Linked DNA regions of Anas platyrhynchos: region 2 is linked to region 1. A link is a contact called in public Hi-C data. All regions are on one chromosome and are shown on one strand. The core of a region is the stretch at or near the end of the contact, and the rest is flanking DNA. Distances in the headings are between cores, read along the strand shown. Region 1 has its middle 78 kb from the start of HS6ST2. Region 2 overlaps GPC3 (glypican 3).

The links. Hi-C and Micro-C count contacts between places; a contact is called where the count stands out from the background.
Region 2: a contact with region 1 is called in a Hi-C map of subcutaneous adipose tissue, with 2.4 times the contacts expected there. The contact joins two enhancer-like sites. A contact is called at or near these places in 3 of 8 Hi-C or Micro-C datasets (liver, skeletal muscle and subcutaneous adipose tissue).

The regions. Positions count from the first base shown.
Region 1 is chr10:16,473,932-16,477,051 of IASCAAS_PekinDuck_T2T, reverse strand. No RefSeq gene overlaps it. Among named protein-coding and RNA genes, the nearest start is that of HS6ST2, 78 kb to the right of the region's middle. Within about 2 kb of position 1,626, at least 1 of the 8 cell types and tissues checked has an H3K27ac peak or open chromatin away from gene starts, as enhancers often do. A contact at or near this core is called in subcutaneous adipose tissue, where this site is marked.
Region 2 is chr10:16,622,673-16,625,686 of IASCAAS_PekinDuck_T2T, reverse strand. It overlaps GPC3 (glypican 3), which reads left to right. Exons shown (of 8, transcript XM_005023811.6): 6 at 1-86. Among named protein-coding and RNA genes, the nearest start is that of GPC4, 62 kb to the right of the region's middle. Within about 2 kb of position 1,731, at least 3 of the 8 cell types and tissues checked have an H3K27ac peak or open chromatin away from gene starts, as enhancers often do. A contact at or near this core is called in subcutaneous adipose tissue, where this site is marked.

The DNA.
Region 1 (3,120 bases), core at 377-2,876:
CATCCTGCTCTGATTTGAATGACCGTTTTACCCCACTAAAGGTTCACATTAACAGGCATTCCTGGGATGTTTTCTTGATTGGGTTCAAGGCATTGTGTGTTCCCATCTGTCCTGGCTGATTATGAACCAGCTCTGCCAGCTAATGTTGGCTGGGAAACGTTTTCTTTCATACATTAGTCCAAACTAGGCCCTGAGAAACTGTTTTCTACCACAAACCTTTCAAACCCCATTGTGGTCATGACGTGCATTTTCCAGCTGGGAGGACTTGTGTTCTTCTGGGCTTGTGGGTGTGATGGTGCCTGCACCGTGCAGCAGCTGCCGGTGTTGGGGTGTTGCAGAAACACCCTGTGAGAGACACTCCTTGTTCAAATTCCAAAAAGATGTGGCAGGAGGGGCTGAGAAAGAGCTGAATAAGGACATCTAAGAGCTTGGGTCTGTGGTGTAACTCTGTGTAATGCCAAGAGAAAACTCTGGGTTATCTCTGAAGACCTGAAAGGGCCAGATCAGGCCCTGGGCTGTTCGGGTTACCTGCTTGAACCAAACCTAGGAGTGTTATTTGCCTGTATTCCTGTATTCTTCATACAGAGACGTTGTATTGCATCACCATGATGTGAATGTCCTCTGCTGCTTTCCTCCTCTTCTTGAAAATGTTATCCATCTTTTCACTGAAGTCCTGGATATTCATTCTGCTTCATGCAAGGCTTAGATTTTGGGATGGGGTGGGTGACTGTATGCTTTCAAGCATAGTCAGGGATATCCCCTCCAATATCCCTAATGAGTGAATGTGTCTCCTGCATATGACAAAGGGAATGAGCTTGTTTCCATTGCAATAAGGTTTTTTTTTTTTTTTTTTTTTTTTTTTTTTTGAGGTAGTATTGCCCTCCTGGGGCATCCTGCATTCCTGTTCAACTGGGAATTAAACGAGGACTTGCGCCATGGGAAACTAAGATGTGTACAGATGCTTGTTCTTGATGTGGCACAGGTTCAGCCTGGGGAGCCGTGCTGTTGGGTAAGCTTGTGGGCAGCAGCAGGGCAGTGGTGTTTGCTGCTGGGCAGGATGCCCCATGCACGTACAGCCCTCAGGCTCACAAGGCAAAGGACAAGTCGGCTGCAAACACTTCAAAACAAGTTTGCAGCAGAGAGTTTTAACATTCCCAGCCTCTTCCCTAATCTCTTGGTACGGGAGTTTTTGGTGTGAGATGCACTGGACAGTGTGACTGGAGTCCAGGAGCCCTGTGTCCCATGGAGGATGCTCCCCGTGCTTCCTGCTGACCCTCATCCACTGCCAATCAGCCCTTGAAGCTGTGTGAAGGTCAGGCAAAAAGAGCATTTTTACAAGGCTGATTAAAAGAAGGTATGGGGTAGTGAGGAAAAGGGAAGATAAATGGTTCTGATTTACTGAAAAGCCCTTTTCTGACACTTCCAGATTGCTAATGGAGACAGGCAGAGGCAGAAGTAGAGGAAGGCAGCAGTGGCTAATGCAAAGACCCCTCACTCATAACAGCTGTTTCTTATGAATTAGACTTGAAAAGAAAAAAAGAAAAAAAAGCATCCCTCCCTGCCCTGCTCGTCTGCAGCTCCAGTCAAGGTGGGTGTGGAGCTTGGATGGTTTTCAAACCCCAAGTTTCTGGCCTCACTGAGGCTGCCCTGGCGCAGCGCGATGTCACTGCGCGGGAATGCGCTTCCCCTGCGCTGGGACATCTCTGGCCAACACCAGATACCCTTCCTTCCTGCCTGCTCCCATGGTGGGGATTATTGCCTTTGGCTTCTCCTGGCTTTGAAAAGCATCCAAAGAGCTCAGCTCTCGCAAGCTGAGAGTGGAGACAGAAAGCCTCTCCCCGCCTCACCTGTTTGTGGTTATTCAGCTCCCTCCCTTCACGCTTTGGCACAATAATGGCCTGAAAGTAAAACAAGAGGCAAGTTCTCCCCCAGCTCAAAGCACTGAATGAAACCCAGCCAGCGGGGCCTATTGAGACAGCATTGAGACAAATGTCAACTTTAGCACAAAGAAGCTTAAATGACTGACACAGAAAGGAATAATCTCGGATCTGTTTTCCAGGCTGCTCCCCAGCATAGTTGTGCTGCAGACGGAGACAATTTTCAGCTCCCCAGGGAGATTGTATAGCCAAAAAAAGATACTTGGTGGTGATATGCTATAAGACTAGGTCATGAGAATGGATGTTTGGAATAATGACAGAATTCATTATAGGCAAACTAAATTAAGAGAGTGTCTTGAGAAACATATGGGGAGGAAATTGCCACTGAAGCTCTGCAAAGTGTAGCTTTATTTCTCATTGTACTGGGCTCTCCCAAAGGCCTACATGAAACAGGACGGGGTTATCAGAGTCATTTTGTGGCAACTGTGTGAATCAGTTGCCTTTCAGTTTGCAGACGGGGGTTGCTTTTGTGGTTATTTGTTGCTGAATCTTCTGGGGATGTGAAAGTAATTAAGACTCATAAGTAATGGGATTGAAATGAAAAAAAGTAGTCACCTTCTTCTCCCCAGAGCTGGTAGAGAAAGGAATAATGTCCTGGTTGGTGTCTTGTTAAGGCACAGGTTGCTCAGATATTAGCAGAGAGGTGGGCTGAAGCATGGGTGCTGCATTGTCCATGCCAGCACCAGAAGCATCCTCACTGCCGCTGCGGCACCTCCCAGAGCTCCTGCTGGTCCATCTGTGTATGGTTGCAAAGCACTTCAGTCCCATAGCAGCCCCTTTGGAGGATGTGTGTGTGCCCTGTGGGTACCACAGAAGGCTCCTCACAGGCTGCGTTTCTCCATGGGATGCCAGAAGGAGCTGAAGAGCACTTGAGAAGGGCTGGGCCTGAGCCGTGCAAGTCCATTAGGATTAACAAGCCCTCAGCCCAAGAGGTGTCCTCCCCATGACTCCCACTGTTTGTGGGATTCACCAAAAAGTGTATTCACTTTCTGCAATTATTTCTTAATTCAAAACTGACTGGTAACAGTTGGAAGCCTCCTGAAAGGTCCCTGTGCCTGTGTGGCTGGTGGCCCCATGCTGCTTTCAGGTGGCAAATTGCTAAGCGGGCTCTCAGCAGCGAGAAAACACCAGGCCCTGAGCCCCATGGAAAGTTGGGGTGCTTCTTGTGTGTTTCTTGCTTGTA
Region 2 (3,014 bases), core at 482-2,981, 150 kb before region 1:
CTCACCCTGGCAACCATGAGGTGAAGATGAAAAGTCCCGAGCCAGTGATCAGCCAGATTATTGACAAGCTGAAACACATCAACCAGGTTTGTTGCAGGCGTGCCAGCAGGGGATGACTCCAGAGTGGGTGGTTTCCAAATCAGTCTGGCCTCCCCCACACTTTCTTCGGGCTCAGCCAGACAACCCCGGGCAGCTCTGTTTTCAGCAGCTGGGTGGAGAGCAGGTGCTGCTTCGGCCCGGCTTGGTACCAGGCATGCATGGCAGGTCCTGGTTTAAGCCTGTGGGCAAAACAGGAGCCACAGGGCATGCACAGTGCAGCCCTTTGGGCTCAGCCTGTTCCCAGGCACTGGATGTGTCCTTGTGGTGCACTTCTTGTAAGTGCTCATCCCCGGTATGGTGGGAAGATGGTGCTGCTGTGATATCCATAAGCACGAGGTGCTGGTGTAGGTCTGTGTGGCACATGTCTGACATCAACTCTTGTTGAAGTCCTCTTTGCTCATGGCTGGAATGGAGGGTCAGTTGTTAGTTTGCTGCATGTCCTTGGATGTCTGCTCCTAATCACTGTCAAAACAAGTTACTGTTTAATGGGGATGTGGCAGAGCTGGATGAGACCCTCTTTGCCAGGCAGGGAGCTTCCTTCCCACGGTCTCAGACCTGGCATCATTGCAAGGACAAGCAGTATCTTGTCTCTACCCATCATGCCAGGCCAGGTTAAGTCTGTGAAGCCCCGCTGCTGCCAAGGGATTAAGTGACACCTCTGCGCTGTGTTCAGTTGGCAATGGCTGTGAGCTATGTGAGGGAAACTGCCTTTCACACAGTGTGAGTGCTGCAGGGAGAGGGTTTAACCTCCCAGAGCTCTTCTACAGTATTGACTCGAGCCAGCCCTGCCTTTGTCCCCCAGCTGGGCTGGGGTCTGGCTCTGGACTCTGCTCTCTGTCACTGTGTAACTCTCAGAGGGGTTGTTTTCTAGTAGGCTGGCAGCTTAGACCTCTGTACTCTCTGGGAACATACAGCATTTGGGTCTTGCTGGGAAAATACTCAGGTCATAACGCTGTCTTTAACATGGCTGAGCTGCCCTGTCTCCCTCAAGAGAGCTTTTACTGGTGGGGATCTCGTCCAGGTTTGCTCCAGCACGATGCTTTCAGCAGCAGCAGCTTCCCATGGTAAAGCCCAGCTGCACCCCGGCTGGTGGGCTGTGAGGGCTGATCTGCCTGAAGTTGCTGGCTTAGCGACTTTTCTGCTAACCTCTGCTTTCCTGCTCCCGCGGGTGCCAGGGGCTGTTGTGATAACAGTTCCTGGCCGAAGCCCTGCAGGGCAGGCACACGTCACCGGCCGCTGGCTGGGAGCACTGGGGCCACTGGGACCCCGAGAGCACCTCAGCATGCAGAACAGGCGATGGCAGCGCAGGCTGCTGTGCCTTCCTGCATGGAAAAGCTGTGCCATCTGCCCACAGCCTGTAATTATTAAGGGGGGGGGGAGAGAGAATAGCATAATCAGCTCCCTATTAAATGGGGTAGAGGGCAGGCTTCAACCTGCAGGTGATAATGATATTTTGCCGTTCACAGTGAGAAAGTCGCACCGAACAAAACATGGTTATTAGCGTACTTGAAACTGCTGACATAAAGTGGTTGTGAAATGCTGGCTGCCAGATTGGGTCAAGTTAGGTCTTCGCTGAACAGTTCAGGCTGCTGAGGAGCTAAGCTTTGTGGAACGAGGGACCCTGGGTAAACACAACTTGGCTGAATGCAGCTGTTTACAGCAGCAGCCTGTCTGTGTCAGCTCCTGCTCTGAGAAGAATAGGGGTAAGTGGGTGAACGTGGTCAGCTCAGTCATGGTCTTTTACAGCTCTCTCCCTTGTTCGCAGTATCAGACTGGAAAGTTGTAGCGTTGTAGGGAGCAGATGAGTTGTTTTGATTTGGATGGCATAAATTGTAAGAGTTTGAAAAAATCAACCCCTCCTGTGAAGTTATGTTTGAGAAGGAGGGGAATTGAGAATAAAATCAGGAGGAAATGTAAAGTGACTTGTGAAAGTTAGTTATGAACCTAGCTATTCACACTGAGGTGGTAAGCAGCTTATGTACTGGTAAAATAACTGTGGATGTTACTTAAATTAGGGATTTTGGGTGGCAGAGCTCACCATCACACTTCTTTTCTTGGCCTGCTGAAGTTTTGTGATCTGCTTCACATCTGGAACACATCTTGGATGCTAAAGAGTAGGAAATGTGAAAGGAACAACTCTGGATGAATTACAGTTGTTTTTCAGGTGTTGGTTTCAGATCTGGGAAAGTGTGGGCTCCTAGGCTTGGGAAGGGTGAAAAATTCAGTATCTACCAAACTCAAAGGACAGTGGTTTCTGAGGTTTTGCAAACATTCAGTCTTTTTGGAAAAAAAGAATTCGTGTAGCGCTCAGAGTTCTAAACTGGTTTCCCATGTGACTACCAGTATATTATTTGTCGAGCACAACTTAATTAAATCCTCCCCATTTTTTTTGTGTTGGAGATGCAGGTCAGTTTTCATTCATACTGGTAGACTCAGGAACCGTGCTAGTTGGTGCAATTTTTGTTAGAGTTCCACAGCATTTTCTTGTAGTTTTTTGCCAATGTCTGCAACTTGCTGGTGCTTTGGCTTCAGTTTACTTCAGGCTGCTCATGCTGCTGAAAAATGTGTGTTCTTTCATCAGTACACCAAATTTTCAAGTTTGCTTGAGTTTGGCAAATATGTTGTAGGAGGGAGGAAATAATGCTTGCTCAGGAGTCTTCTCAAACTGAATCTGTGTAAGCATATGCATATATGAGAAATCCTTTTCAAACTTTTCCAGTTTGAGAATGTTATTTGTGCATTAGAACCAAATGCACAGTGGCTAAAAAGAATACAGAAAACTTAACCCATAGAGAAAGGGAATGTAAAAAAATTTTCCAGATTGTTTTAGCTTGGTCTAAGCATCTTTTATCAAGCTAAGATAAATAAATGAATGAAGCATGGCTGTCTGAGTGGTGTGTTGTCTCAGGTCAGTT